Regions from separate parts of the Mus musculus genome. Here regions 2, 3, 4, 5 and 6 are each linked to region 1. Evidence: chromatin contacts called from public ChIA-PET, Hi-C and HiChIP or PLAC-seq data. All regions are on one chromosome and are shown on one strand. Each heading gives the region's core, a stretch centred on a gene start, on an enhancer-like site or on the middle of the called end of the contact. The rest is flanking DNA. Distances are from core to core; before and after follow the strand shown. Region 1 has its middle 38 kb from the start of Gm39424. Region 2 overlaps Pitpnc1 (phosphatidylinositol transfer protein, cytoplasmic 1). Region 3 overlaps Tex2 (testis expressed gene 2). Region 4 has its middle 36 kb from the start of Tex2. Region 5 overlaps Pecam1 (platelet/endothelial cell adhesion molecule 1). Region 6 overlaps Pecam1 (platelet/endothelial cell adhesion molecule 1).

Region 1 (4,824 bases), core at 1,218-3,717:
ATTATTTATTTTAAAAAATGTTTTATTTGTTTTATGTGCATTGGTGCTTAGCCGCTTGTATGTCTGTGTGACACTGTTGGACCCTCTGGAAATGGAGTTACAGAATGTCATGAGTTGCCATATGGATACTGGGAATTGAACCTGGGTCCTTTGGAAGATTAACCAGTGCTCATAACTACTGAGTCATCTCTCCAATAACTATTATTTTATGTTTATGGGTGTTTTTTAAAAAAAGGTTTATTTATTATTATATGTAAGTACACTGTAGCTGTCTTCAGACACACCAGAAGAGGGAGTCAGATCTTGTTACGGATGGTTGTGAGCCACCATGTGGTTGCTGGGATTTGAACTCTGGACCTTCGGAAGAACAGTCGGGTGCTCTTACCCACTGAGCCACCTCACCAGCCCCTTATTGGTGTTTTTGTCTGCTTATATATCTGTTGTGCACCATGTGAGTGCCTGATGCCCATTGAGGCCAGAGAGGTCGTCAGGTCCCCTGGAAGTGCAGCTATAGATGGTTATGAGCCGCCACGTGGATACTGCAAATTGAAACTTTAGTCCTGGTACTGGGAAGGCAGAGGCAGGTGGATGGATCTCTGTGAGTTCAAGACCAGCCTGGGGGTGGGGGTGAGGGTGGGGCTGGAGAGATGGCTCAGCAGTTAAGAGCATTGACTGCTCTTCCAAAGGTCCTGAGTTCAATTCCCAGCAACCACATGGAGTCTCACAACCATCTGTAATGGGGTCTGATGCCCTCTTCTGGTGTGTCTGAAGGCAGCTACAGTGTACTCATATTTAAAAAAAAAAAAAAAAAAAAAAGACCAGTCGGGTCTACAGAGTGAGTTCCAGGACAGCCAGGGCTACACAGAGAGATCCCTTCTCTGTTTTTGTTTTGTTTTGTTTTGTTTTGTTTTGTTTTGTTGTTGTTGTTGTTGTTGTTTTTGTTTTTGTTTTTGTTTTTGTTTTTGTTTTTCAAGACAGGGTTTCTCTGTGTAGCCCTGGCTGTCCTGGAACTCACTCTGTAGACCAGGCTGGCCTGGAACTCAGAAATCCACCTGCCTCTGCCTCCCGAGTGCTGAGATTAAAGGCGTGTGCCACCATGCCCGGCACTTGGTTTTTCAAGAAGGGATTTCTCGAGCCGGGTGCACAGATATACATACTGGCAAAGCACCCATACACATAAAATATAAATATAATAAAATTAGACTTGGAAAAACAAACACTGATAAGGACAACAAGAAAATCCTTTGTCGGGTGGATCTGGCTGCCCTGGGTTCTGGTCCTGATTTACAAGGACTAGCTAGAGTGGGCTGTGTGCTTCCTTCACTGAGGGAGGTGATGAGCGCACAGTTAGCACCGTAACTACGTCTTCTTTTTTTTTTTTTTTTTAAAGATTTATTTATTTATTTATTTATTATATATACGTAAATACACTGTAGCTGACTTCAGACACCACAGAAGAAGCATCAGATCTCATTAAGGATGGTTGTGAGCCACCATGTGGTTGCTGGGATTTGAACTCAGGACCTTCAGAAGAGCAGTCAGTGCTCTTAACCACTGAGCCATCTCTCCAGCCCCGTAACTACGTCTTCTAAAAGGCCCTAACCAGGCCTTGCAAACAGGAGCTGGCATGCCATCGCCCCCTGCTCCCATGCCCCTCTGCCCCCTGCCCCTCCATCCGCTATTTCTTACAGCCACTTCTTTACTTTCACTTTCTACTCTGCTCGCCCTTTAAGCATGAATTGTGTGACTTTAAGTGTTTTTAATACCCAGCTGCCTTTGGAAGGCTACCATGTTCCTTGGTACACCGTCTCTCCCTCCTCTTCTCCCAAATCCTTCTTTGGCCTCCAGCCGTCCTCACCTTTTCTCTCCTTTGGGGCCAGTGGCTGCAGAGACATCTCTATATGTCAGACTTCTGTGACCTGCCAGGCTAGCCCTTCAGTGCGCGCCCCCCCAGGCCCCCCCTTACCCTCTCTCTTTTCCAGGATAATAGAGCTGGCACCCTGGGCCACTAAGCTAGTCAGGGCTAACCAGACCCTTGATAAATGGGGTCCTCAAGGAAAGCCACCAACTCTTCTCAATGTTTCCCTTGGATCTTATCCTCAGGATTTGCAGTACACACTTAGTATTTCCTTGGGGAATGTATAGAAAAAAAGGGGAGGGGAAACAGGAAAGGAAGCAGGAATTCAAATACCACTTATCCCACGAGGGAGGGAGCAGAGACCCAAGCTACCAGCCTCTCTTTGAGCAGCTGGGAGCCAGGCTTCCTGGGGTGGGGAGCTCAGGCCTCAATTCTCAGGTCTAGTTCCTCAGGCTTGGGCTCCACCCTGGCTGCGAAGGCCCCAGACCACCTCGCCCCACCCTGAGAACTCGACCTCTAGTTCAGCCACATGAAGGTAACCAGCGTCTGGTGGCTTATGGGACAGACTTGTCAGGGACTTCCTGCCTTTGATGCATGCAATTCCCATGCTATGTGCGCTGGGCTGGGCCTCAGAAGACGAGAGGACCCTTAGACATCCTGAGTGTCTCGCTGCTGAGACTCTTGGGGTTTGTGGTTAGAGGCGCTGCTGTGAACACCGTGTTCTAGAGAATGTGCCCTCTGGGGCTGCAAAAAGCTGACAAAGTCAAGTTGACCAAGAAGGTCTGAAAGGCCCTTGAATTTGCTGCTTTTAGCAGAGATTGAGTGAAGGGCAATGGGCGTGGTGGGGGAGGGAGAAAGGAGGTTGCGCCATCGCAGAGAATTGACCACAGATAGACTCCTTCTGCTGGGCTCTTCTCTCCTTCACTCCAACTGTCTCAAAGGCCACAGGAAATTTCTCCAGCACTCACTGTTACTGAGGCCTGAGACATGACACTGCATTTGTGTGTTCTCACAGATGGAGGAGACACTGAGGGTCAATGAAGCTCAAGTGACTGTCCCAAGAATGCAGAGAGATAGCATTGGAACATGGCAGAGCGGACCCCATCTTCTTTGCCGTCCTGCAGGGCTTCAACAAAGCCTGGAGACATGGAGCAAAAATGGGAGAGAGAGAGAGAGAGAGAGAGAGAGAGAGAGAGAGAGAGAGAGAGAGAGGGAGAGAGAGAGAGAGAGGGAGAAAGAGAGAGGGAAAGGGAGACATTTTGTGGGTGTTCTCTCTTTCCTCCATGTGGGTTCTAGGGATGGGACTCACTCAGGTCTTCAGGCTTGGGGGCAAACACCTTTACCTGCTGAGCCATTTTGTTAGTCTGTCTCTCTTGAAATGACCTGGCTACAGTAGTGTTGGGCAGGTTTTTCCACCAGTAAACCAGTCTTTTCTGGGTTGTGTCCTCTGAATGGATGACACGACCCAGCGCCCACAGTGGAGCTGTGCCGAGTTCTGAGCTGAGGAAAGCACATTTGTGGAGATTGCTCAGAATTCTTTCACAAGGGAGCTTTGTCCTCGGCCTCCATTTCTTTATTTGTTCACTCTTGTTTAAATCTTTTGTAGGAACTGGGGGTCAGACCTCACACATGCTAAGCACCATTGAGCTACATCCCCAGGCCCTCAGTCTCTTATTTTCTTAAAAAATGTACATTTGGGAACTAGAGATGTCTCAGTGGTTAAGATGAGCTTGCAGAGGATCCAGGCTCAGTTCCCAGCAGCCCACATGGTGGCTCACAACCATCTATAACTTCAGTTCCAGGAACCCTAACATCCTCTTTGCAAAGCACCAGGTATGCAGGTGGCACATAGACATGTGTGTTTGGATAATCATCCATACATAGAAACCAGAAGTAAATCCATCTTTTAAATCCACGGTACGGTGGCATGAGCCTGTGAGTGCAGTTGCTGTGAGACGATACATAGATGTTGGATCCCCTGGAGCTGTAGTTACAGGTGATTGTGAACAGCCTGATGTGTGTGCTTGGAAATGGGCTCTGCAAGAGCAGATGTGCTCTGAGCGTCTGAGTTCTAGAGCCAAGTATGGGAAGCTGTCACTGGTGACTGATCCAGGTTGGCGGTGTCTTGGGCCCCTTGATGGCAGCTCCCACAGCAGTGGACTGAGCTCTGTGGCTTTTGTCTCTGCCAGCGTGGGTCATCAGCCATGGCTCTGCTCTGAGTGGCTGTCTTCTTTCCATAGGAGTCCTCTGAGGTTACTGGGCCTCAGGTGGAGTAAAAGTCACCTCCCCTCCAACCCCACAGAGAAGGGCCTTCGAATACCTTCATTTGAATAATCTACAGAAACCTGGGAAAGGTTGAGGCTGCTCTGGTGTTTGGGATGGCTTTGCAGAGTGGGGATTATTCGCTGTTCTCCGCTAGCTGTTTTCTGAACAAATGGATCTCATCTGCCTCCCAGTTGCCACCCCCTGTCAGGGTAGTTGCCTCTGGGGTGGACATGAGACTTAAATCGGGCCAGTCAATGGGAGTCTTTGAGGCTATACATTCTAGAAATTTCTAACCTGACCACAGTGAAACTGTAAAGATGGGGTACCCAGCAATCCAGCCAGGATTGACTGTGCTCCCCCTTTCTGGGCATAGAGGAACCAATTGCCTGGGTTTTCCTACAGTGTCCAAACCTGAGACCCACCTCCTTGGGTCCCAGGAAATTTTCCATGGGAGAATGGCTGCTTTGCCTGCATCTCCAGGTGAGATGTGAGTTGTGGGAGGCATGAGGAGAAACTAGAAGTGTTGAGGCATCCTTCCCCCATGTTTCCTGGATGTCTCACAAAGTGCTCACCTTCCTCCCCTGACACAGGGTCTGACCTCCAAACCCACTATGTAGCTGAGCATGGCCTTGAACTCCTCACCTTCCTGCCTCTACCTCCCAAATGCTGGGATCACAGGTGTGCGGCCTCACTGCCAGTTT
Region 2 (4,824 bases), core at 1,548-4,047, 490 kb before region 1:
GAACCACCCCTACGCTCCTGGGAATCATTCCTTTTAATGGCAGCAGAAGCCTTTGGCTTTCAGAGGTATCATCTGCGGGGCTGGGAACTCCGGAGCACCTGTGTCTTGATGGAAATTAGCTGCTGCTGAAAATAGCGCTGGGAAGAGACAGGCCACGCCAGGCTTCTGGAAACGTCAGGCCCTTCACCTGCAAGCAAGCAGACTGGGAGGTCTGAGGGCTCAGAGGGGATCAAAATGCACCTCTCAGAAGTTCGTGTTTACCACCCCAGAGATGATATTCAGCAGAGTTTCAGGCATGTGCCACCCCTCTTCCGGTACCGGGGATTGAACCTACGACCTCATGTGTACAAGGCTGGATCTATATAGATATGGCTGATGTACACACTCTACCACCGAGCCCCAGCTCCAGCCCTGACTCATTGTTCTTAGCATTGCCTCCTAAAACAGTTTACAACCGCCAGGCAGTGGTGGCGCATGCCTTTAATCCCAGCACTTGGGAGGCAGAGGCAGGCAGATCTCAAGACCAACTTGGTCTACAGAGTGAGTTCCAGGACAGCCAGGGCTCCACAGAGAAAGAAACCCTGTCTCAAAGCAAAATCAACAAATACCTGGGCATGCCACTGTGTGTATTGGGGTATTGAGGGGGGCCGGGCAGTGGTGGAGGCGGGAGGACTCCCAGGCTTGCTGGCCTCCAGCACAAATCCAGGTTCAGTGAGAGACCCTGTCTCAGGGGAATGAATGGAATGAATGAAAGAGATGAAGATTGATGGAGCAGAACACCTGACATCTTCCTCAGGCCTCTCTGCTCGGGTGATGCATCGGTACACGCATCCTCACATACCCGAGTGCTTACACACACACACCCCAACCCCCGCAGCACACACAAATATCCAGGGTTTACACTTACAGCTAAGGATTGTGTACCTCATTTTATGTTAAGAAATTTATTTCAGTAGTGCTGATAGCCAAATCAGGTATCCATGGACGTTTTCCGTTTTCTTTTTAACATTTTTTTTTTTTTTGAGTTTGTCTGGAATGCACTACAACAACAGACTGGCCTCAAACCTACAGAGCTCTCCCTGCTTCTCCCATCCAGACTGGAGTCATGTACCACCGAGCTTAGCTATCTTCATTGTTTTTAGTGGCATGGGTGGACAGCAAACATGTGCCACTATAACAAAATGCTTGAGGCAACCGTCTTAAAGAGCAGAAAAGTTTATTTTGGCTCCATGGGAAGAGAAGTATGTGTTCTTGACTGTGGAGCCATCTCTCCAGCCCCCCAGTTAGTGACCTTTGCCAAATCGCTACTGTCTCAATTCAGAGAAACTGCTATATTATCCTCACACAGGGAAAAAAAAGTGTATTGGCTTTAAAACACTTAACTAAGACAAAAAAAAATCCCATGAATTTTTGACGCATTGTTACTGCTAAAGTGGCGGGCAGAATATTTGATTAGAGATAGTGCTTTTACTCCTGTACAAGGTAGAAACAGACTTTAATTGGACTCCTTTTCTCAGTGAGGAAGTACGGTTAAAATGTTACCTTATTTTCTTAGAATTTTATAAATGTTTAACCCAGGAGAAAAAAAGTAATTCAAGTCAGTATAATGGCTTATTAATACATGAACATTGTAACATTTTCCTTCTTGTCATTCTTAAGGATGTCTACAGATCGGGCTCTTGGTTCACTCTCCAACCATCGAAGCTCGCTCGCTAGGCTTTTATTTTATTTGATATCTTCAAACGGTATCTTGATCATGCTCCTTTCCCTCCCCCAGTTCCTCCTGGCTCCTCCTCACCTCCCCACCCACCCAACTTCAAGTTTCCTCTCCCTTTAGCTCTTTCAAAACAAAAAAACAGGAGAAAACGAAAGAGAAAATCAAAACCAACACCAGCAACAATTAAAAAAAAAAACCCAGTAAGATAAACCACTACAAAAAAAAAAGTGGAGTCTGTTTTGTGTCAGCCAACTAGTCCTGGGCGGTGGGGCCTGCCCTGGAGTGTGGGGGACATACCCAGTGACACTCCATGGAGAAAACGGGGTGTTTCCGTTTCCCAGCTTTACTATCTTCTCCATCACCATCTTCTGCATCGGCATCAGCATCATCTATTTTGTCGGTACTGAGGATTGAATCCAGCGACTTGTACCCACCACTGAGCCACACCCGGAGCCCCTCATTAGATATTACAATTTTCATTACATCTTACTGTAGTTACTTTATTGTATGTATATGTTTGAGGATCAGAGGACAACTTGCAGGACCTGGTTCTCCTCTTGCAGCTTGTGGGTCCCCAGGATTGGATTTAGGTTGCTGAGCTTGGGGGTAGGCGCCCTTACTCACCAAGCAGCCCAGCCATCTTGCCAACCCTCTTCCGCCTCCTCCCCGTCTTTATTTTTGTGACACAGAGCCTAACTTTGTTTTTTGGGCTGGTTTTGTCTGTGCGGACCTTGGCTGGTCTGGAATTTGCCGTGTAGACCCTGCTGACCTCAAACTCACTGAGATCTGCCCGTCCCTGCCTCCTGGGATTAAAGGTGTGCACCAGCGTGTGTTCTGGCTGCTCTTGAGCTCCAGGGCTTATGAGCTGTCCTCCCTAGCCTCCCAAGTAGCCAGGACTACAGGTGATATGTATGGGTCACACACATGGAGTTGTCCTTTCGTCCATCTGGTGGCCACTGTTGTTCTATTGCTTGGACCGCTGGTTTTTCTGAAGACTGCAGTTGCCAGATGAGAGAACCTTGTGCTTGAGCCAGCCCCCACTGGGCGCGTGTCTCCTGGAATGTGTGATTCGCTGGGGTCAGTGGTTCTCTTTCACAGGAAGGTTTTGCTGAGTTTGCCCTGTTCTGAAATGACCACATACATACACACCACCTTCTTTCACGATCCCCGTTTGCTGAGTGTGGTTTTCTCAGTACTCAAAGCACGCTTCGAAAATAGCCCTTTAGCTTAATGACATGGGTGAGAGATAAGGAAGTGGTTATCTAACCCTCCCACGGGCAGAAAGCTTGGCAACTTGAGTTGCTTTTGGTTACTGGGGCATGAGTTACACCTTGTACGCTGGAGACTTAGCCCCAGTCTATTGAAGATGGGGGCAAATCTTTTTTTATTCCCCCCACTGAACTTTTGGTTTTTGTTTTTGTTTTGTTTTTCGAGACAGGGTTTCTCTGTATTGCCCTGGCTGTCCTAGAACTCACTCTGTAGACCAGGCTGGCCTCGAACTCAGAAATCCGCCTGCCTCTGCCTCCCAAGTGCTGGGATTAAAGGTGTGTACCACCATGTCCGGCAGGTTTTTTTTTTTTTCCTTAATGATTATTATTTTAAAGTTTATTTTTGTTTTATGGCTACAAGTATTTTGCCTGCATATGTGTTTGTGCACCACTTTGGTGGCTGCTACCTATGGAGGTCAGAAGAGGGCATTGGATCAGCTGGCAATGAAGTTACAGACGGTTCGTGGGCCTCCATCTGGGTCCTAGACATTGAACCTGGGTCCTCTGTAAGAATCACAAGTGCTCTTAACTGCTGAGCTGCTTCTACCACCCACCTGTGGATTTTTGTTTGTTTGTTTGTTTTTGTTTGGTTTGGTTTTGTTTCTTGCTCTGTAGCCCACCTTGGTCTAGAACTTTGTCACCTAGGCTGGCCTCACGCTTCCTGCAGTCCTCCAGTCTCAGAGCTCCTGAGTGCTCGATTACAGGTGTGACCTACCACACCTGGCTTGAAAGCCTATTATTTTTGGTTAGGTTGTTTTCCCTCTCTTATAAAGGCACAGTGTCCAAATGAAAAGTGCACAGAGTCACGATTCAATTGTTCACATCTTTTGGATTGTGTGTGACGGAAATTTGGACATAGCCCAGTGTCATTACGGTTTTGGACAGGATGACTTACGGTCTGTAGATATGGTTGTACGGAGATGTGTTTTCTTGCCAAGATCTGGCTGAAAAAGAGCTTGCTGGTTGCTTTTTGTGTTTAAAAAAATAATAATTAGGCTATTAGTTGTCTAAATGGAGTAATCCCCCTTTGGCTCCTCAAGAAAAGCACTTCTGAGATGGGTGAGTGTATTTAAAATTAGCCATTACTTACAGTGGTTCGGCCTCTTTCTCACACTCCCTCTGGAGTTTGTGTCTCTCCCCTCCCTCCTCTTTTCTCCCCCTGTCCCCATCTCTCCATCTTAGTGTTGATTCTGTCTGTCAGAATCAGTGTTTATTTTTATTCATTTAATTTAGTTTAGTTTTTATTTTATTTTTTTGGTGGGCATATGAGACAGGATCTCTATATGTTGCACGGGGTTAACCCTGAACTCTCTCTATAGCCCAGGCTGGCATTCAATTCAGTGGAGATGTTGCTAGCTCACGAACCGGAGTTACAGACATCTGTAAGCAGGTGCTGGGAACTGAACCTAGCTTCCCTGCAAGAGCTGCAAGCAAGTGTTCTTGACTGCCGAGTCATCTCTCTGACCCAGCCATTTTATTTTTTAAAGATAAGAGGTCCTCACAGGTTCTGAGATCAAAAGCAGCCAAATCGGTGAATATGCTTCACATATTCATCTATTTTTCATCTGTAGAGTGGCTTTCTCCTCAGGGTTGTCCTGGCCTACAGTCTCCGCTGGAGACGCGGGCAGAGGAAGAGCTTACCCCAAGGGCCTTCTAGGCCTTTCCTTTTAAACTGAGTACAAAGTAAAAAGATACAGCAGGGCGGGGCGGAGTGGAGGGGGTGCGTTTCTGGGCTCATCAACTGCAGCTTTGGGGCAGGAGCTTTGTTGCTCCAAGCTAGGCTCAGATCCGCCCTGGGTGTTTCTTGGGATCGGGGTAGGGATAGGACCTGTCCACCCC
Region 3 (4,824 bases), core at 1,290-3,789, 430 kb after region 1:
AAAATTCAAAAATCCCAACAACCACATGAAGGCTCACAACCATCTGTACAGCTACAGTATACTCACTAGATAGATAGATTGATAGATCTTTTTTTTTTTTTTAAATCTTTAAAAAATAGTCCACAGAGTAGGAGAAAACATTTGTAAATTATTTCTCTTATATTGGTCTAATACTCAAACTATATAAAGGAATGTTATGACTCAATAGTAAGGATATAAATAGTTGAATTAGGAAATACGTAAATGCAGAGGGAGATGACCCAGTCAGCAAATGTCGGCTTTACGAAGATCTGGGTTCAGATTCCCCAGCACCCATGCAGAGTCAGGCATGCTGATGTTCATCTGAAATTCCCAAGCTAGGCAGGCAGAGCGAGGGAGATCCCTGCAGCCCAGTGGCCAGACAGCTTAGTTTAGTTAATACGGTTAGGGTCTGTGAGACCCTGTCAAGAAGATGGTCTGAGATAGAGAGCTGAGCAGTTACAAGTGCACACTGCTTTTGCTCCCGTATCAGGCAGATCACACCGGTCTAAATGCTAGCTCTGGGGATCTCATGCAATTCTTAGGCTTTGGTCAGTGACTGCACTCGTGTGCTTACCCACCCCACCCCCTCACCATAAGAAATAAAACTTTATAAACTGGTAATCTCTCTGGGCTCATACGTACACACAGTAAGGGAAAAGGCAAGTGTGACAGGGACTGGAGTGACAACTCAGTAGGTAAGGGCTTGCTGGCATGGTGACATGCATTTAACTCCCAGATAAGCCAGCCAGGTATGATGGTGCGCGCTTGTGATCCAGCACTGAGGAGACGGAGACGGGTGGATTCTGAGCTCCCTGACTAGCCAGTCTGGCCTACGCGGTGTGTCTCAAGTCCTAGTGAGAGACCCTGTCTCAAAAAACAAGGTGGGCAGCCTTTAAACACACGCGCGCGCGCGCGCGCGCACACACACACACACACACACACACACACACACACTTTTAAAAAAATAGCAAAAATCTTGTTCCAGAACAGCCAGGACTATTACACAAAGTAACCCTGTCTGGAGGATGGGTGGGGAATCTTGAAAGTATTGCTGCATTGGTCAGGCATGGCGCCACAGCCTGTAATCCTAGCACTTAGAAGATGGAAGCAAGAGAATCATAAGTCAAGGAATCCAAGGCTAGCCCAATCTACAGGAGACTATCTTATAAAACCAGTTTTGGGGGTGGTGGAAGGGAACTAGACACAGTCTCACTATGTGGCCGGGGCTGACCTGGGACTTACTATAAAGACTAGGCTGGCTTCTAACTCACAAATGCAGAGATTAAAGGCACATGCTTTTTTTAAAAATATTTTTAAAAGATTTATTTATTTATTATATGTAAGTATACTGTAGCTGTCTTCAGACACTCCAGAAGAGAGCATCAGATCTCATTACGGATGGTTGTGAGCCACTATATGGTTGCTGGGAATTGAACTCAGGACCTTTGGAAGAGCAGTCGGTGCTCTTAACTGCTGAGCCATCTCTCCAGCCCCCGGCACATGCTTTTATTATTATTTCTTAATTATTGGTACGCTGGAAAAAGACTGAAACTGGGCTGGCAGTGCGAGTCTGTAGTCCTAGTTCTCAAGAGCCTGAGGTGGGATTGCCAGTTTGAAGTCATCTGTGGTTATACAGTGAGACCATGTCTTTAAAGGGGGGGCAGCTAGGCTTAAAGAAAATACAGTGAAATGATTCTGTTCTAGCTGGGAAGAGAGAACTTACGTGTGTTCTGTAATGAATATGCATTGTTTTTCAAATCTGGGGAACAAGCACACAAATGTGAAGAAAGTGCCCTGCTGTCTCTGCTCTTGGACCAGGCCACCACAGCTGCCACCTTGACACAGCAGCCATGTGAGACCAAACTCAGGAGCAGTTGTTTCAATCTCTCTTATAGCAGAAAGGCATCCCTGGCCTCCCACAGAATTGAGTCCGTCCATGCTGCGTTGGAGATAAGCTCATTTTAAATACAGTCCTCCCCAGGAGCTAGATAGATAGACAGTGTCTGCGGATGGCCTTGCTTCAGCTCCGGAACATTGGCTTCCCCAAACATTGCCTTTGGAAGCAGGCTTGGGAGGCTACCCTTCCTCCCCGTGTGGATGGAGGAGGCGGCACAATGAATATTCTCCGCACATTTATTCTTCAGCTTTAAATTTTGATGACAGTCACTGGAAATGCATCCTAGCAGCCTGTGGAGGCCAGATTCTGTTCATAAACCCTTTTGATGCATTGTCTGTGTTCTGCAGCTCTGTGTTTGTCTTTGTTCCCTGTGCCCCAGTGCAGAGCCTGCCTTAGATACAGGGACTGGGAAAAGGAAAAGCAACATGCTTGTCAGTTCCTTGAGACGTCTTACCGCATCCTGTGTCACTGGCTTGGACGTCATTGTGAAATAGTCTTTGTTTCTTGCTGTGAGAGAGAGGGGGGGGTGTTTCCTGTAAAAAATGAACATTTTAAGAAAGACTGATAAAGGGTACACGTGCTCTCCTGAGAAAGGAAGAGGTGGCCTCTTCTGTGTAGCCTACAAGACAAAAAGTGGTGAGAGTCTGACGTGGGCAGTGGTTTGGCTCAGCCCAAGTAGCCTGGGGGCCATTTTCTTCAGACACGTGATATTTCTTCAGTAGTCTGTGCAGATGATCTGATGGGGCTTGAGGAGTCCTGAACCTGTTACCCTGAGCCTGAAGATGACAGTGCACAGTGTGCAGGAGCATGGGGTAGGAGTGCAAACACATGTCCACACACGTGTACACACACTTGTGGTACAAGAAATGGCTGACGCCAACTTCTATCCTTTCATCCGGAAGTCGGTGGTGGAAAATATCTCCGTCAATGTGCAGGACCTGACAGCAGCAGGGGTAGAGTCAGGCAGAGCCACCTCTTCTAAAATGGAAAAGTTAATATGTAGCAATTCTAAACAAAGGTGTTAATTTTTAATGGGTGTGCATGTGTGGGTGTCTGTGTGAGTGAATGCGGGGTGTGTGGGGTGCCTGTGGAGGTCAGAAGAGGGTGTCATCTGGTGTTGATGGTGGTTCTCAGCCACCAGTGGGTGCTGAGAACTGAAGTGTATCCTCCGGAGTGCAATAGTGCTCTTAGCCACCTAGCTGCTCTTCCAGCCTGTTTGTTTTTAATAAGTCACTGACATTCTAAGGAAGACTTTGGAAATCATCTAGATTTGAAGGAGTCTAAAACAGGTCCTAGACTCTGATGTGTTACTGGAAAATGGAAGTGAGCCCCCCATTCCCTAGCTCCCAGAGAAAGAGCTGGCACAGCTATGACATGACATTGGGGGCTGAGCAGTCTGCTGGCTTCACATCAGAGTCTGTGCATGGCTCACATAGATCAGACCCTAAGTCCAGGCTTCAGATCTGCTACGCGACATAAGCCGTAGGGGTCTTACAACCAGGCAGACCTTCAAGGTTCGATTCTTGGTACCTAGTGACCAGTGTGCCATGCCACTGGCCTGGGCACATAGCCAGATGAACCAATTGGCTACCTAGAGCAAGCCACGGTGGCACTTATGCACAAGCACAGGCATGAAGTAGAAGAGAGTGGATGGTCTAAAGTCATAACATGTGGAGCCCAGATGTGTTTACGTAGATCACAAAGGGAAAGAAGTGTGAGCAGTCATTAGACTTCTGCATTTCTAGATCTTTTCATCTTTCCTTCTGTCTGTTAGCTTTTCTATATAAGGCTGCAGTCTAATTCAGATGTCCCAACAAGTGTCTGTCTCATTGGCTGGATGTTGGTGCCTGTCCTCCCTCATGACAGAGTAAGCAGAGAACCAGAATCAGGCTTCAGTCATGAACTAGGGATTGTTCCTTCCTCAGATGGAAGCAGGATTCCCCTCTTCCTGGGGTATTGTGATGCTCAGATATGGTAATCTTTAGGAGTCACCTATATATCTATGTGTGTCTATGGTCAGCAGCACTAATCCTGCCACCCTTGTAAGTACTGAACCCACCAGCACGTGCTCGCCACCAAACCTCACGGTCCCCTCATAGTTGCTGCTGCTGCTCCTCCTCCATGCCCACCTCTGACCCTCAATAGGCCAGATTCCATAGTCTGGCAGCTAACCCAGGAAGTTAGAGACAAGTTGGCTCACCCACTGGTCACAGCAGATGTTTCAGACAGATTGTGTGTGGGTCAAGCGGTGGGCATTGGAGTATTTGATGGGCTGGGGTTGGGGCCAACATCTGTCCTGAGAGCCATGTTCTCATCCAGCCCTGTGGTTCTTACCTCCTCTGCATCACATGCTGAGAGGGGAGGGCTTTGGAAGCTCCTGACTCTGCTAAGCTGAGGCAAGACAATGCAAGTCAGTAAGTGTGAGCACCTTGCAGGGATCACTTGAGTCCTGGCCATTGGGAAACTCATTCCTCCTGGAAGAGGATAGGCTTGACAGTCGCAGGCTCAAGCCTGACCTGGGAGAAAGAGAAGCAGGCTTTGACAGATAACTCTCGGACACTGAATTAGTAGGGAGGGGAGCGAGGGCAGGGCAGGTCTTCTGAGCTAGGGCTGTGCAGTGGTAGCTGGATCATGGGAGGACAAGGCAGAAGCAGAAAGGAGACAAAGAGAAGGTGCAGCTGTGACAGCCGATCTTGTCTCTCCTTTTCTTGCTCACCAGCACGGTGTGGGGCTTGTAATTTATAGGAAAGATGGACAAGTCATGCGTTCCGTTTCTATAGGAGGGGCCTCTGGAGGCTTTATGGAAATAAGCACCTGTCTGAATCTCCAGTTTTCTGACAGCTAATTTTGGTCTCTTTTCTTTTGCCAGTTGCCAGAGGCCCCACCCTCTGAGGAGGAAGAACAGG
Region 4 (4,824 bases), core at 1,394-3,893, 310 kb after region 1:
TTCCAGGATAGCCAGGGCTATACAGAGAAACCCTGTCTTGAAAAAACAAAAAAAAAAAAAAAATATATATATATATATATATATATATATATATATATATATATATATATATATATAGTGTTTAGACTGCCTGTGTATGTGTGTACCATGTGTGCCTGGTTCCCAAGCAGGTCAGAAGAGGGCATCGGATCTCCTCAAACTGGAGTTGTGAGATGCCATGTGTGTATGCTTAGAATTGAACCTGGGTCCTCTGCTGAGAAAAAGTGCTCTTAACCGCTGAGCCCTCTGTCAGAGTGCTTTCTCAGAGCAACAGGAATGAAACTAAGATACCCTGTGTGGTGCCAGAAGCCTGTATGTAATTCTAGTACTGGGGAAAGTAGAGGCCAGAGGTCAGAAATCCAAGGTCAGCCTTGGCTACTTGGCCAGCCTGGGCTAAATGAGAGCCCCAATTCAAAACCAAAACAAACAACAACAAAAAGTGTGTCCTGTACCAAGACAAGTTTATTTTGCAGGAGGGTTCTTGGTGAGGTTACTTTTAGAAATTGACCAAAGGGCAAGTTCTTTTTATTTTATTATTTTTAAGTTATATTCTGTGTGTGTGTGTACTGTGTGTGTGTGTGAGATATAGGTTGAGAATGAGGGTGCACACATGTGTTCGTGCACATCTGGAGGTCAGAGAACAACCTTGGACACTGGTTCTCTTTTGCCCCTTTGACCTGGGTCCCAGGGAATGAACTCAGGTTGCCAGGCAAGCATCTTTACCTACTGAGCCGTCTCACTAACCTTCAACTTGGTCTTCTAAAACTTTTATCGTCTTTATTTAAGTGCTTTCACGTGTCTCAGTTTATGCCACGTGTTGTATGAATGCCCTTGGAGGCCAGCGGAAGGCATCAGATCACTTGGAAACGGAGTTAAAGCCAATTGTGTATTGCTCAGTGTGGGTGCTGGGAACTGAACTCGGTTCCCCAGAAATAGCAGCAAGTGTTCATCGCAGCCGAGACATCTCACCAGCCCACAACATTCTCTTCAGAACTAACTTAGGGGCCCATGAGAACTGCCTTAACTCAGTACCCACTAGGATCCAAACAGCTCCCACTAGGCCCTACCTTGTCATCACCTTATCACCTCGCATCTAACACACAAGGACTTGAATCACTCAAACCAAATCTACCTTAGCAAAGGCTGAGGCCACTGAATACCAGGTAAACGCCAGCACCAGGCTCCTTACAGCCCGGAGATTACCAAACTGCTAGAGTCAATGCCAGATTAAAAAAAAAAAAAAAAAAAAAGAACATGGGGCGGGGTGAGGGTTGGGGGGAGAGGGGGCAGGCTGCAGTTGGGACAAGGAAAAACAGAGTGGTAGAGGCCACTTTAAAACATAACCATCATGATTTTTACTTATCAAAAAGCCACCAGGAGCTGGCCTTGGTGACATATACCGGTCATCCCAGTACATAGAAGGCAGCCAAGGGCTACACAGGGAGACTTCTAAAATACAGTAGTAAAAATAACAGCAATAGGACTGGAAAGATGGCTCAGCAGTTAAGAGTACTATCTGCTCTTCCGAAGGTCCTGAGTTCAAATCCCAGCAACCACATGGTGGCTCACAACCATCTGTACAGCTACAGAGTACTCATATACATTAAATAAATAAATAAATAAATAAATAAATAAATCTTTAAAAAATAAATAATAACATAATAACAACAACTAAGGAATGAAGAAGACTTTTTTTTTTTTTTTTTTTTTGGTTTTCAAGGCAGGGTTTCTCTGTATAGCTCTGGCTGTCCTGGAACTCACTCTGTAGACCAGGCTGGCCTCAAACCCAGAAATCCACCTGCCTCTGCCTCCCAAGTGCTGGGATTAAAGGAATGTGCCACCACTGCCCGGCGAAGAAGACATTTTTTAATGTCTTTTTAACAGACAACTGTTCTCTCTGCTCTTCAGTGAAGAACAATTTCCTGGTGCCAAAAATAGGAAAGGTGAATTTGCTGAGTAGACAGCAAACTCTATCTGGGATACAATAAGTAGATGATATGATATGGGAGAAGATGGCCCAGGCTATGGGGGAAAGGCTTGATCTGGGAAGTGTGTGTAGGGAACTACGGAGCATCTCTCATTCGGTAAGAATTAACTGGGAGCCTCCTTAAGCTGAGTTTTGAAGCAGGGAGAGGTGGAACACGCCTATAACCCCAGCACTGCGGAGGTTGAAGCAGGATTGTTGCAAGATACAGCGCAGTCGAGGCTGCAATGTGAGTGGAAAGACAGGAGGGAAGTCTGGGACTGGAGGGATTGGTCTCTGCCCGAGGGCTCAATACTACTGTTCTTGCAGAAGACCCAGCTAATGACAAACGTCCCTTGGTACAGGAACAGGGAGACTAAAGGGACAGAGCGAGCAGGACAGCAAAGATGAGACCACCTTTATTGCTGAACCAGATAAACAGTGAGGTTGCCTTATTGTACACAGATCCATTTCTTCAAATGCCTTCTTGAAATGTCTTCTCCAAAAGCCTTCTTCACACTCCTGTCACCCGAAGGGTAGGTTAGAAATGACGAATCTCGGGGCACACCCTGTATCTACCAAACACCTTGTGACCTGTGTCTCCCAAAGCCAAACCTGGGTGACTCACTAGAAGCCCTGCTGGAAAAGACGCCGCGTGTCTTTACAAATCCACAGAGCCTTCTAGCATATTTCAAGCGGTTTCGGATCCCCACAGGTTTTCAACAGCTTTTGCGGCTCATGGGCGGCAGAGATCGCCACCTGGTGGCCGAGTGTGTTAATAACATTTATTACCTTCCTAGGTCTTAATCCTCAAGAATTGGACTATCATATTAAAAGTAATTACAGTTTTAGCACAATTGTCTTGGACGTTTTTTTTTAAAAGATGGAGCCCACAGTGTTGATCTCCTCCTGCTTGACTTCAGGCAAGACAGGACCAGTTGCCTCATGTTCCAGCCACGGTACCTTCCTTGGTGTGAAAGTTGATACCCTTAAGCTATGAACAAAAGCCACCCCATCCATGAGGGGCATTTGTCAGGGATCTCTTCACAACAATGTGACATAATTGATGCCCGTGACAGAGAAGACCGGGCAGACCAAGGAAGTGTTCTATGTCAAAAGAGACTGAAGAAAGCCAAGAATGTTGAGTGTTGGCACTTAGAATTTCAGCACCAGGGGGTCTGGGACAGGGGGATGATGAGTTTGAGGTTGGCCTGTGTTACCAGTATATAAATAGATAGATAGGTAGATAGATAGATAGATAACTGAAACTATTGAGACTACATGCGTATCTGCACCACAAAACCCTAAATTGGATCCCAGACTTAAAAACAAAAATGTGGGTAAGAAGGCAAATCTGGCAAACACCCTGACAAGCTTCATGAACCAGCAGTCTGAGTTCAGTTCCCAGGACCCATGTGTAAGAGGCAGAAGAATTGAATCCAAAATCAAATACTTGATACTAAGGGAGACAAAGTCAAAAAGAAGGAGGAGGAGGAGGAAGAGGAGGGGGAGAGGAAGAGGAGGAGGAAAGGGAGGAGGAGAAAGAGGAGGAGAAGGAAGAGGATGAGGAAGAAGAGGAGGGGGAAGAGGAAGAAGAGGAAGAGGAAGAAGAGGAGGAGAAGAAGAAGGAAGAGGAGGAGGAAGAGAAGGAAGAAGAGGAGGAGAAGAAGAAGGAAAAGGAGGAGGAGGAGAAGGAAGAAGAGGAAGAGGAGAAGGAGGAGGAGGAAGAAGAGGAGGAAGAGAAGGAGGAGGAGGAGGAGGAGGAGGAGGAGGAGGAGGAGGAGGAGGCCAGCTTTGGTGGCACAGGCCTTTACTAGTACTCAGGAGGCTTAGACGTGAGGACCTTGAGTTCCAGGACAACTTGAACCATTTAGTGAGTGCGCTCCTTCCTCAGAATAAAGAGAAAAGAGAAGGCTGAGTCAGAGTGGTGGTGTACACCTTTAATCCCAGCACTCGGGAGACAAAGGCAAGTTCATCTCTGAGTTCCAGGCCAACCTAGTTTACGGAGTGAGGATTACACAGAGAAACCCTGCTTTGAAAAACCAGGGGCGAGGGCGGGAGTGGAAGAGTGGGGCTGAGGCTATAGGTAGAGCCTAGCATGTGGGAGGGCCTGTATAACCATATTTTTTATTCTTCTGTAGTAATGATTGTCTCATGTAGCTGTCCAGCAGCCACGGAGAACTGGGTACCGGAAAGGGGGGCTGGAAATGAAAAAGGACAGGCAGGCAAGAGAAGGATGAAGCCAAGACAAAGGTCTTCCGATCAAGACTCAAAGTTCAATATTCAGCTCTGTGTTTATATAGGGAAAAACCCACAGACCCATCCTTTGTTTCAGCTGGATTATGTTGTAAAGTAAGCTGCTCAAGGATGGGGGAAGGGCACAGTCTTCAGAGGCTTACCGCCTCAGTCTGCTAACCCAGGCCTAGTCCTGGAAGCTGCTAGCCTCCATAGAATCTAATCTAGGCCTAGAACGTTTTCGGCCTTTTAGACTTACTGCTGAACAAGCGTACCCTTTCTTGTTCTGATATCTGATTGGCTGGTTCACCTCAGCTGTCGTAGCTCAAACTCTCTAGACTCTTCCAGGTGCCTTTAGGTGTTTCCATTTCCCCAATAATGGAGCTGACCTGCCAGCAGTTTCTTTTAGTTTTTCGAGACAGGGTTTCTCTGTGTAGCCCTGGCTGTCCTGGAACTCACTCTGTAGACCAGGCTGGCCTCGAACTCAGAAATCCGCCTGCCTCTGCCTCCCAGGTGCTGGAATTAAAGGCGTGCGCCACCACGGCCTGGTTCCTGCCAGCAGTTTCTTGACTGCTCCCCCTCACATA
Region 5 (4,824 bases), core at 854-3,353, 300 kb after region 1:
GAGTCACATTTCTGGGTCTTTCCTTGTCGCTTAGATGCAAACTTAATCTTTCAGCATTCTAAAAGTTATTTTCCCTTTTAGTTAAAAAATATTAGCCGGGCTATGGTGCATACCCCTTTAATCCCAGCACTCAGGAGGCAGAGGTAGTCGGATCTCTGTGAGTTCGAGGACAGAGCGAGTTCTAGGACTGCCAGGGCTGCACAAAGAAACGCTGACTTAGCCGAGCGTGGTGTTGCACGCCTTTAATCCCAGCACTTGGGAGGCAGAGGCAGGCGGACTTCTAAATTCGAGGCCAGCCTGGTCTACAAAGTGAGTTCTAGGACAGCCAGAGCTACACAGAGAAACCCTGTCTCAAAAAAAAAAAAAAAAAAAGAAAAGAAAAGAAAAGAAAAGAAAAGAAAAAGAAAAAGAAAAGAAACTCTGACTTGAAAAAGAAAAACAAAAACCTTCATGTATGTACCGTTGGTGCCTGGTACCACAAAGGCTGGAAGACAGAGTCAGATACTCTGGGACTGGAATTACGGGTGTTTAGTTGTGAGTAGCCACAAGGGTGCGGAGACTCGAACCTGGGTCCTCTGCAGAAGCAGTCAGTGTCCTTATCCACTGAGCCACCTCTCTAAGCCTTTACGTCTTCTTTTATATTACTTTCCTGAGGTTAGAATTCACAAGCCTCAGTCAGTGGCTCTAGTTCCAGTTTATGAATGAATCACCTTAACCAGAAGAGGGAACCGTTAAGTGTGTGTCTCTCAGGGCACAGCGGTGAACTGTAAGAGAGAGTAGGCCAGGCCGAGGCTGTATACATTTCTGTCTGTCACTTAACTCTGGACTCCATTGACCTCAGACTTCATGCGGGATAATCTGTGATATGCCTGAGCTCTAGGGGGTTTCGTTTCATGGTGGTGGCCTGCAGTGCTGGAGAGTCGGCCCGCAGGACCTCAGGCCTGCCAGTTAGATGTCTGTCCACTGAGTCACACCCCCAGCTCAGCACACATGCACGGTTGCTACAACCTGGTGTAGGGAGAGCAGTCCTGATGAGTCTGGTGAGTAGGAGTCAGGGATGCTATGAAACATCTCGTGGTACAGTCAGTCTCGGTCAAGAGTTCCCAGCCCAGAATGTCAGCAGGATGAACACAGAGAAGCCCTGGCTTAGAGGACACCAGCTTCTATGCCTGTCCACCAGGAGAGCTCCCTCAGACACCAGCTCTTGCTTTCTCTGTGTCCACCTCAGGAGCTGACCAGGGCACCTGGTCCCACCCACACCTCTGGCCTGTAAAGGAAACCAAGTCTTGCTCTCAGCCCCAGCTCTGTATCAGTTGGGCACCCCCACTCCCCACCCAAGCGTCAGCTACTCCACCCCTCTTCACCCTTGCTTTCTCTTTGTGTGGAATTCAGACTTCCAGGATCTTTTCCTTTCATCTTCTTTTCCAGTTCCTCCCTACCCCATCTCCTTTTCTTTCCTTTTCTTTAAGACAGTTCAGTTAACCTCCAATTCATAACCTTCCTGTGGCAGCCTCTCAAATGGTGTCATTACAGTTGTGCACCACCAGACCCAGCTCAGGATGTGTGAATGGGGCTGGGGGCGGTGGGAAGCGAGTGGGCAGAAATCCCTCATCTTTCTCACATTCCTTACTGCCCCTTACCAAGAGGATAGCCATGACAGGAAGTACCATCAAGAAAGAACCTGACCTGGACATCATGGCACTTGAAAGGCTGAGGCAGGAGGATTGCTGCAAATCTGAGGCTAGACTGGGCCAGGATTAGACCCTACATCAATTTAAATTAAGGAGAAGAGGCCTCTCAGCAGGAAGCCACCATGTCTAAGGGTGGAACACTCTCTGGTCTCTGAGCCCTGGGCTTCATCTTGCCCTCCCTCCCCCTGTACCCCCTCCCCCCATTCCTAGAACTCTGAGCAATAAATTTCTGTTGTTTCTACATTTAAAAAGGAAAAAATAGGAGCAGGGGTGGGGGTGGGGGTGGGGTCCTGGCTAAGTCCTCTGAAGGGAGAGAAGAACACTTGAAAGTTGGTTCCCACCCATCCTGTGTGGCCCAAAGCCAGCTGGGCCAGCAGGTACTGCCAGGGTGGCACTTCCTGCCTGAACACGCAGGAGGGGAAAGTACCTTACGCCGTGCCCCATCGTGTAACATTACCCACCAAAGAAACAGTCTCCAAGTGGGCCCAGACTTGCCTGCCATCAGTCTTGCCTTCTCCCATGCAGAGTTTTGTTTTTTGGTTTGTGAGGTTTGTTTTTTTTTTTTTTATATTTATTTACTTATTTATTATATGTAAATACACTGTAGCTGTCTTCAGACATTCCAGAAGAGGGCATCAGATTTCGTTACGGATGGTTGTGAGCCACCATGTGGTTGCTGGGATTTGAACTCGGGACCTTTGGAAGAGCAGTCGGCGCTCTTAACTGCTGAGCCATCTCACCAGCTCCTGTGTGGTTTTTTGTTGTTGTTGTTGTTGTTTTTGTTTTTTGTTTGTTTGTTTGTTTTTCCGAGACAGGGTTTCTCTGTGTAGCCCTGGCTGTCCTGGAACTCACTTTGTAGACCAGGCTGGCCTCTAACTCAGAAATCCACCTGCCTCTGCCTCTGCCTCCCCAATGCTGAGATTAAAGGTGTTCATGCGCCACCATGCCTGGCTGCCATGCAGAGTTTTAACACGTCACATTTTGTTTCTGCTTCTGGAGAACGTGGGCTGGGTGGGGGAGGCCGGGACATGGGGTTCTTCTCCCCTGTGGAGACCTGGGCCAGGAGGAGCTGTCATGGCCTCCCTCGGTGTGTGGAGGCTGACAGAGTGGCTGCTCGGTGCCTGGGCTGATGTACAGATTTTTTGAGAGGCCAACTGCCTTTGTCCCGCTAGAATAGAAGAGGGGCCCCTTTGGGACAGCGGTTCCTGTTCCCTCTAACTAGGAACAATGGAATATTATATGACAGGGTTTGAAGGGGAAGTAGACTTGGGGAAAGCAGGTTTTTATTTGTTTGTTGTTTTGTGACAGAGCCTGGAACTCTTGGTAATCCCCCTGCCTGGCAGCTTGACTGCTGGATTTACAAAGAGAGCTACCACACAAGGCTCAAAGGGTTTTTTGTTTGTTTGTTTCTTAGGATTTTTTGGTTTTGCCTTCTATCTTTCCACCTCTTCTTCCTCTGTGTCTCTGCCTGTCTGTCTGTCTGTCTCTCTCTCTCTGAGGATGACCTTGAACTCCTGATCCTCCTGCCTCCACCTCCCTAACACCAGACTTTATAAGCCCCGTGCTGCCACACCAATTTCTATGATACTGGGGGTCAGCCCCAGGGCTCCATGTGTTCCAGGCAAGCACTTAACCAGCTGGCCTGCACCCTTGTTCTTGGCTTTCTCGCCATGACCTTTACCATCTGTAAGAGCAGCCACCAACCCCTAACCCCCTACCCTGTCCCCACCCCTACCCTGCCCCCAGCACATGGGAACTTTTTTCCCAGAGAGCACATGAGGTATTCATTGCTGCTGTTTCCACCAGACCTGGAGAATCAGCCCCAACACAGAGTCAGTCCCTGGGATGGGCGGGAGAGTCTGACTCTGTGCGAAGAGGCAAATCCTACCCCAGCCTCCCATCTGGTGGTGAGGCTCCTCTTCCAGTGATGCAGGCAGTGATGTGATCCTTCCGTGCAGAGCTTCCTGCTCTCTCACTCTCTCCACTTCCAGGCTTTTGTCAGAGGCCATGGGCATAACAACGGTGGCCTGGCTGGGCAGCCGGGCACAGTGTGCATTCTGACAAAAGGATGCGTCAACTTGAGCCTCATATGGGAAAGGGAAATTGCAGGCTCTGCTCTTAGTCAGTTTGGCCATGGATGCCAAGAGCCTGAGTTATCCTCCTCCTCCTCTTCTTCTTCCTCTTCCTCCTCTTCTTCCTCTTCTTTCTCCTCCTCCACTTCTTCTTTCTCCTCCTCCTCTTCCTCCTCCACCTCTTCTTTCTCATCCTCCTCTTCCTCCTCCTCTTCCTCTTCCTCCTCTTCCTACTCTTCTTCCTCCTCTTCTTCTTTCTCCTCTTCCTCTTCCACCTCCTCCCCTTCCATCCTTACTCCCAGGAATGGGCAGACAGTGTAAAATCAACTGTGAGAATAGATTTGCTGCCAAAGATATTGGCAACATTATTTACTTAAGACAGCAAAATCCTGGACAGAACCTCTTTTGTTTTTAAGTTTTGTTTATGTGTATGGGGGTTCTGACTGTGTGCGAGTCTGTGTAGCATGTGTGTGCCTGGTGCCTGAGGAAGCCAGCAGAAGGTGTCAGATGCCCTAAGACTAAAATTATAGACAGTTGTGAACCACCATGTAGGTACTGGAAATCGAATCTGGGACCTCTGGAAGGGTAGCCAGTGTCCTTAACCACTAAGCGATCTCTCCAGCCCCAGAACCTAGCTTTTTAAAGTTAGGAACCTGGTTAAGCAATCAGCTGTGTAGCCACTTAACTTGACGGTGTAGCTACTTGGACAGTGGCATTTAAGAAAGGTCATGAGCCAGGTGTGGTAGCGCACGCCTTTAATCCCAGCACTTGGGAGGCAGAGGCAGGTGGATTTCTGAGTTCGAGGCCAGCATGGTCTACAGAGTGAGTTCCAGGACAGCCAGGGCTACACAGAGAAACCCTGTCTCGAAAAACCCAAAAAAAAAAAAAAAAAAAAAAAAAAAAAAAAAAAAAAAAAAAGAAAAGAAAACAAAAGGAAAGAAAAAGAAAGGTTATGAAAGTTCTTACAAAACCACACTGCATGAAAGGATGGGGTGGAACACATCACAGGCCTATCGCCCTAACTTCCCCTGACCCTCCCCAACAGTCCACTCAGAACACTG
Region 6 (4,824 bases), core at 1,603-4,102, 270 kb after region 1:
TTGTTTTTTGAGACTGGGTTTTTCTGTGTAGCCCTAGCTGTCCTGGCTTCTTTTAAGGCCATGCTGTCAAGTATATGAGAAGCAGAGGAAGACTTTTTGCAGGTTCCTAAGGGTTAATTCTGCTGAAAGTAACTGGGCTACAAATGTCTGCGGCTGAGGACTGAGGTGGTACCCAGACACGTTTCACCTCCCTTCCCACTTGATGTTCTTCAGAGCTGTTTCCCAAGCCGAAGTTAGAGTTCTCCTCCAGTCGTCTGGACCAAGGGGAGTTGTTGGACCTGTCCTGCTCCGTCTCGGGCACACCTGTAGCCAACTTCACCATCCAGAAGGAAGAGACGGTCTTGTCGCAGTATCAGAATTTCAGCAAGATCGCCGAGGAGAGTGACAGCGGGGAGTACAGCTGTACTGCAGGCATCGGCAAAGTGGTCAAGAGAAGCGGCCTGGTACCGATCCAGGTGTGCGGTGAGTACACTCTCAGCTGCTCAGATATGCAAAGGTTGGGTAGGGACTAGGAGCATGATGGTCAGTTAGCTGTCACCAATGCAGTCGCAAAGGCTGATCGGATTCAGGCAGGTCGAGAAGAACTCCTGGGAGGGCCAGGAAAATGGCTTATTGGGTAATGGTGCTTGCTGCCTAGCCCGGCAACCCGAGTTCAGCCCCTGTGATCCACGTGGAGGAGGCAGAGAAACAAGTCCTACAAGCTCTCCTTTGACCTCTGTATTTCATCTGTATTTGTGTGTGCACGTAGAACGCACAGACTTCTGTGTATATCTAAGACCTGGTTACGAGGCATGTGGTACATACCTATAATCCTGACATCCAGGACGTTGAGCTAGGGATTGTTGTGAATTCAAGACCAGCCTGGGATACATAGCAAGGGCCTGTCTCGATCCTCCTTGACTCCCAACATAAAAAAAAACAACAACAACAAAAAAGTATTAAAAGAAGAAGATTCTAGTTGGGTATTGGTGGTGCATGTCATTAATCCCAGCAGTGAGTTTGCTGGAGGATTACTGCAAACTCACGGCCAACCTGGGATACAGGGCAAGGTCCTGCTTAAAAACAAAACAAAACAAAACACACACAAGGGGTCTAAAGAGATTTTCCAGTGGTTATAGGCACTTGCTGCTCTTTCGAAGGACCTAGGATCAGTTCCCAGCACCACATCATGCATAAGCCACCACCCCTGGATGGTAGACCTACAGGCAGGCATGTACCACCATCCCTGGATCTTCCACCTCCTGTCTCCCTCCATTATCTTCCTTTCCCCACCCTCCCCCTGACTTCCTCCTTTTGAGACAGGACAACATTATACTATGGAGCTCAAGCTAGCCTCAAATTTGCAGTTTTACCGCCTGCCCTCCCAGGTATGGACCTACAGGTGTGTTCCACTACACCCAGATATTATATCATTATTTTGCTTATAAAAATAGATATTTTAGCAGGGCAGTGGTGGCGCACGCCTTTAATCCCAGCACTTGGGAGGCAGAGGCAGGCGGATTTCTGAGTTCGAGGCCAGCCTGGTCTAGAGTGAGTTCCAGGACAGCCAGGGCTACACAGAGAAACCCTGTCTCGAAAAAACCAAAAAAAAAAAAAAAAAAAAAAAAAAAAGATATTTTAAGCAGGGCTGTAATAGTATACTCCTTTAATCCCCATACTCAGATAGTAGAGGTAGACAGATCTTTGTGAGTTCAAGGCCAGCCTGGTCTACAGAACTAGTTCCAGGACGTCTAGGGTTATACAAAGAAGCCTTGTCTAAAAAAAACCCCAAACCATAAACAACAGGAATGATTAATAAATCAAAAACAAAACAAACCCAACAAAATTAGATTTTATATATATATAAAATTTATATTTATATATATATAAATTTATTTATATATTTATATTTATAAAATATATAAATATATATATATTTGCTGTTCTGACACAGTGTCTCACTATGTAGCCTGGCCTCAAACTCATAAAGTTCTTCCTGTCTCCACTTTCTTAGTGCTGGGAATTGAACTCAAGACTTTACACATGCTAGGCAAGTGCTCTACCACTGGGCTACATCCCCATCTATCTACAGCAGTTCATTTTCTCCCTTGTATATTGCACACACACGCACACACACTCATGCACACACACACACACACACACACTCATGCACACACACGTATAGACAAGCATTGCCTGGACAGGCCACAGCCCTATAGGAGCCCCTTAAGATGGATAAGGCAGGCAGGCAGGTAGGCATTGGAAATCATGATCTCGATTGGGAAAGCCAAGCTCAGAGTTTTCAGAAGGAAGGTTCCCGGCTGGGTTGTTCCTTGTGTTTTATTTGGATTTCCCCTGTTGTTGTAGAAATGCTCTCGAAGCCCAGTATTTTTCATGATGCCAAGTCTGAGATCATAAAAGGACATGCCATAGGCATCAGCTGCCAGTCCGAAAATGGAACTGCACCCATCACTTACCACCTTATGAAAGCAAAGAGTGACTTCCAGACTCTCGAGGTGACCTCCAATGACCCAGCAACATTCACAGATAAGCCCACCAGAGACATGGAATACCAGTGCAGAGCGGATAATTGCCATTCCCACCCCGCGGTGTTCAGCGAGATCCTGAGGGTCAGGGTGATAGGTAAGCAGCTGTCTTCTGTGAAGCAAAGGTAGGGCTCAAGGCTAGCAAGGCTAGGGACTGTGGCCATCACAAGGATGCTGCCTGTGCAACCCATAGCAGATATGTATCAAAGACCAAGCCCCAGATGGTGGGTCTGAGCAATATCCGGGGTTTCTTGATGTGGCCGTTGTAACCCTTTTTGACCTTCCAAGTGACAGTTGACTGCTGGTATTATGTAGTTGGGCTTCCGTGGTTTGAGGGGGCGGGGTGCTTTTCAGATGAAGAGAGAGCTGCCCTCAAGAACTGCGGGCTTAGAACTCTTTCCTTGCTAGTGGTCTTAGTGGAACATCTGTGTCACACATGAAACCTGCCACAGGCCTTGCTGCAGACCATGGGCTCATGGAAATAGCTGACATTAGCCTGGGATTCTCACCATGGTCTTGGGGTTGGATATCTTTTCCTCGAGCATCTGACTTGTGCCTTTGGGTGGCTTGTTGCAGTGTCGCTGCCCCCACTGCTTATAAGACTCCCAATGTGCCTTCTCCTCTGTCCTTCAGCAGCTTTTGTTTAGCAGCTCTGTGTCGTCAACAGGCAGTTTATAGGTGCTGGAGAGATGGCTCTGTGGTTAAGAACATTAGCTACTGTTTCAGAGATCCTGGGTTCAATTTTCAGCATCCACGTGACAGCTCACAAATGTTCCTAGAGATCTGATGCCCTCACACAGACGTACATGCAGGCCATACACTAATGTACATAAAAATGCATCATTAACATGCAGTTTATAATTGTATACTGTGTACCTGTGCTGGTGTGGGCGAGAGTTGGCTACTGGTACAGGGTAAGTGGTCCAACAAGCCTGTAATCCTGGCACTTAGTAAGCAGAGGCAGGCAGATCAGGTTATCCTTATCTACATAGTGAGATCAAGGCCACCCAAGGTCACATAAGACCCAAGTCTCAGAGGACAAGGGAGGGAGGTGGGGCATAATAAGAACTGGTCTGAGGAGGGGCATAATATGGACATGGTTGTTATGCATTCAGGCTGTTGTTGAAGAGTGAAGACTTCAGATCTCCAGATGTTAATTAATAATAAATTCGTCCAGGCGGTGGTGGCGTACTCCTTTAATCCCAACACTCGGGAGGCAGATGCAGGTGGATCTCTGAGTTCGAGGCCAGACTGGTCTATAAAGTAAGTTCCAGGGCGGCCACGACACAGAGAAAACTTGTCTCAAAAAGACCACAGAAGAAGAGGAAGAGGAAACCCGAGTTGAAATTGGGTCAGTGCTAGTGACGAGCATTTACTGAGCCCTTCCCATGTGCCCAGCCCTGGGTGAAGCACTGTGGTAAATTATCCCTAGTAATATTTAAAATAGCACATGAGACTCATAAGTGAACTCACTAAGACTTAGAGCTAAGGCACGATAGGTAGGACTGGGATTTGAACCCAGGCAGTGTGGCTCCTGAGACCAACTCACCACTAGCCTCTTGTACTTCCCGGGGGGAGAGACTGTCAGGTCTAGCAGTGTGCTCAGGCTGTCTGCCCCTGTGTGGGACCACTGCCATCCCAGGCCTGATGCTCAGCTTCCTTCAAGATCATACGCCCTTTGTGCTCAGAGAGGTGACATGTGTCTGTGTGTCACTAGTAGGGAAGGTGGCCTGGAATGGTGACATAGGACCAGAATTTGAATGGTTAGGAATGTTGCTGAGGGAAGGTGGCACAGTGGGGGCACAGTGGATTTGCCTCTCTGAGCTTCCAGGTGGGAAGGAAACCATGAAGTTCCGGGAAGCTGTCTGGACAGGAAACTTCTGTTTAGGTTTCAGTGCTCAGAAATAAAAGCTGAGTGTGGAAGTAAAGTCTCTAAGTGAAGATGGAGGGGCTGGTGAGATGGCCCAGCCTAATGACCTGAGTTCAATACCCTGGACCTTACTTGGTGGAAAGACAGATTCCTGCAAATTGTTCTCGGAGTTCCACTAACACACCCATGCACAGAATAAATAAGTAAAAAAAATAAGTAAAAAACAATGTGTGTGTGTGTGTATATATGTATATATATATATATGTGTATATATATATATAGATAGATAGATAGATAGATAGATACACGTATATACACACACATATATATACACACACATACGTGTGTGTGTGTGTGTGTGTGTGTGTGTGTGTAGAGTGGAGTTGGAAGACTTAGGACCAACTTTTCAGAAAATCCAAACCCATATTT

What was found. A called contact is a pair of places that touch in the nucleus more often than the background predicts. ChIA-PET counts read pairs in DNA pulled down with a chosen protein or histone mark. HiChIP or PLAC-seq counts read pairs in DNA pulled down with a chosen protein or histone mark.
Region 2: a contact with region 1 is called in an RNA polymerase II ChIA-PET map of memory CD8 T cells, with 27 read pairs. The contact joins two enhancer-like sites. A contact is called at or near these places in 1 of 115 datasets of contacts at active chromatin or transcription factors (memory CD8 T cells) and 1 of 9 other capture datasets (liver).
Region 3: an H3K27ac HiChIP or PLAC-seq map of double positive thymocytes shows a contact between it and region 1, with 2.8 times the contacts expected there. The contact joins two enhancer-like sites. A contact is called at or near these places in 1 of 484 Hi-C or Micro-C datasets (embryonic stem cells), 2 of 115 datasets of contacts at active chromatin or transcription factors (double positive thymocytes and memory CD8 T cells) and 1 of 9 other capture datasets (embryonic stem cells).
Region 4: a contact with region 1 is called in an RNA polymerase II ChIA-PET map of memory CD8 T cells, with 8 read pairs. The contact joins two enhancer-like sites. A contact is called at or near these places in 1 of 39 promoter capture datasets (embryonic stem cells), 1 of 15 datasets of contacts at CTCF or cohesin (large pre-B cells), 46 of 484 Hi-C or Micro-C datasets (B cells, the Ba/F3 cell line, the C2C12 cell line and 24 more), 5 of 115 datasets of contacts at active chromatin or transcription factors (embryonic stem cells, epiblast stem cells, memory CD8 T cells and 1 more) and 1 of 9 other capture datasets (embryonic stem cells).
Region 5: a contact with region 1 is called in a Hi-C map of CD8 T cells, with 1.6 times the contacts expected there. The contact joins two enhancer-like sites. A contact is called at or near these places in 1 of 39 promoter capture datasets (embryonic stem cells), 11 of 484 Hi-C or Micro-C datasets (CD8 T cells, the G1E-ER4 cell line, the P5424 cell line and 7 more), 4 of 115 datasets of contacts at active chromatin or transcription factors (embryonic stem cells, large pre-B cells, memory CD8 T cells and 1 more) and 1 of 9 other capture datasets (embryonic stem cells).
Region 6: a contact with region 1 is called in an RNA polymerase II ChIA-PET map of memory CD8 T cells, with 16 read pairs. The contact joins two enhancer-like sites. A contact is called at or near these places in 4 of 115 datasets of contacts at active chromatin or transcription factors (T-cell acute lymphoblastic leukemia, large pre-B cells, memory CD8 T cells and 1 more).

What each region holds. Positions count from the first base shown.
Region 1 is chr11:106,959,459-106,964,282 of GRCm38.p6, reverse strand. No RefSeq gene overlaps it. Among named protein-coding and RNA genes, the nearest start is that of Gm39424, 38 kb to the left of the region's middle. Within about 2 kb of position 2,467, at least 109 of the 459 cell types and tissues checked have an H3K27ac peak or open chromatin away from gene starts, as enhancers often do. A contact at or near this core is called in CD8 T cells, the P5424 cell line, T-cell acute lymphoblastic leukemia and 3 more, where this site is marked.
Region 2 is chr11:107,449,359-107,454,182 of GRCm38.p6, reverse strand. All of the region lies in intron 1 of Pitpnc1 (phosphatidylinositol transfer protein, cytoplasmic 1), which reads left to right. Among named protein-coding and RNA genes, the nearest start is that of Pitpnc1, 19 kb to the left of the region's middle. Within about 2 kb of position 2,797, at least 112 of the 459 cell types and tissues checked have an H3K27ac peak or open chromatin away from gene starts, as enhancers often do. A contact at or near this core is called in memory CD8 T cells, where this site is marked.
Region 3 is chr11:106,533,981-106,538,804 of GRCm38.p6, reverse strand. Tex2 (testis expressed gene 2) reads left to right here. Exons shown (of 12, transcript NM_198292.3): 6 at 4,788-4,824. Among named protein-coding and RNA genes, the nearest start is that of Gm22711, 35 kb to the right of the region's middle. Within about 2 kb of position 2,539, at least 99 of the 459 cell types and tissues checked have an H3K27ac peak or open chromatin away from gene starts, as enhancers often do. A contact at or near this core is called in double positive thymocytes and memory CD8 T cells, where this site is marked.
Region 4 is chr11:106,646,415-106,651,238 of GRCm38.p6, reverse strand. No RefSeq gene overlaps it. Among named protein-coding and RNA genes, the nearest start is that of Tex2, 36 kb to the right of the region's middle. Within about 2 kb of position 2,643, at least 43 of the 459 cell types and tissues checked have an H3K27ac peak or open chromatin away from gene starts, as enhancers often do. A contact at or near this core is called in CD8 T cells, the P5424 cell line, Th1 cells and 1 more, where this site is marked.
Region 5 is chr11:106,662,785-106,667,608 of GRCm38.p6, reverse strand. All of the region lies in intron 14 of Pecam1 (platelet/endothelial cell adhesion molecule 1), which reads left to right. Among named protein-coding and RNA genes, the nearest start is that of Pecam1, 50 kb to the left of the region's middle. Within about 2 kb of position 2,103, at least 77 of the 459 cell types and tissues checked have an H3K27ac peak or open chromatin away from gene starts, as enhancers often do. A contact at or near this core is called in CD8 T cells, the P5424 cell line, Th1 cells and 1 more, where this site is marked.
Region 6 is chr11:106,686,574-106,691,397 of GRCm38.p6, reverse strand. Pecam1 (platelet/endothelial cell adhesion molecule 1) reads left to right here. Exons shown (of 16, transcript NM_001305157.1): 6 at 214-462; 7 at 2,347-2,622. Among named protein-coding and RNA genes, the nearest start is that of Pecam1, 26 kb to the left of the region's middle. Within about 2 kb of position 2,852, at least 45 of the 459 cell types and tissues checked have an H3K27ac peak or open chromatin away from gene starts, as enhancers often do. A contact at or near this core is called in T-cell acute lymphoblastic leukemia and memory CD8 T cells, where this site is marked.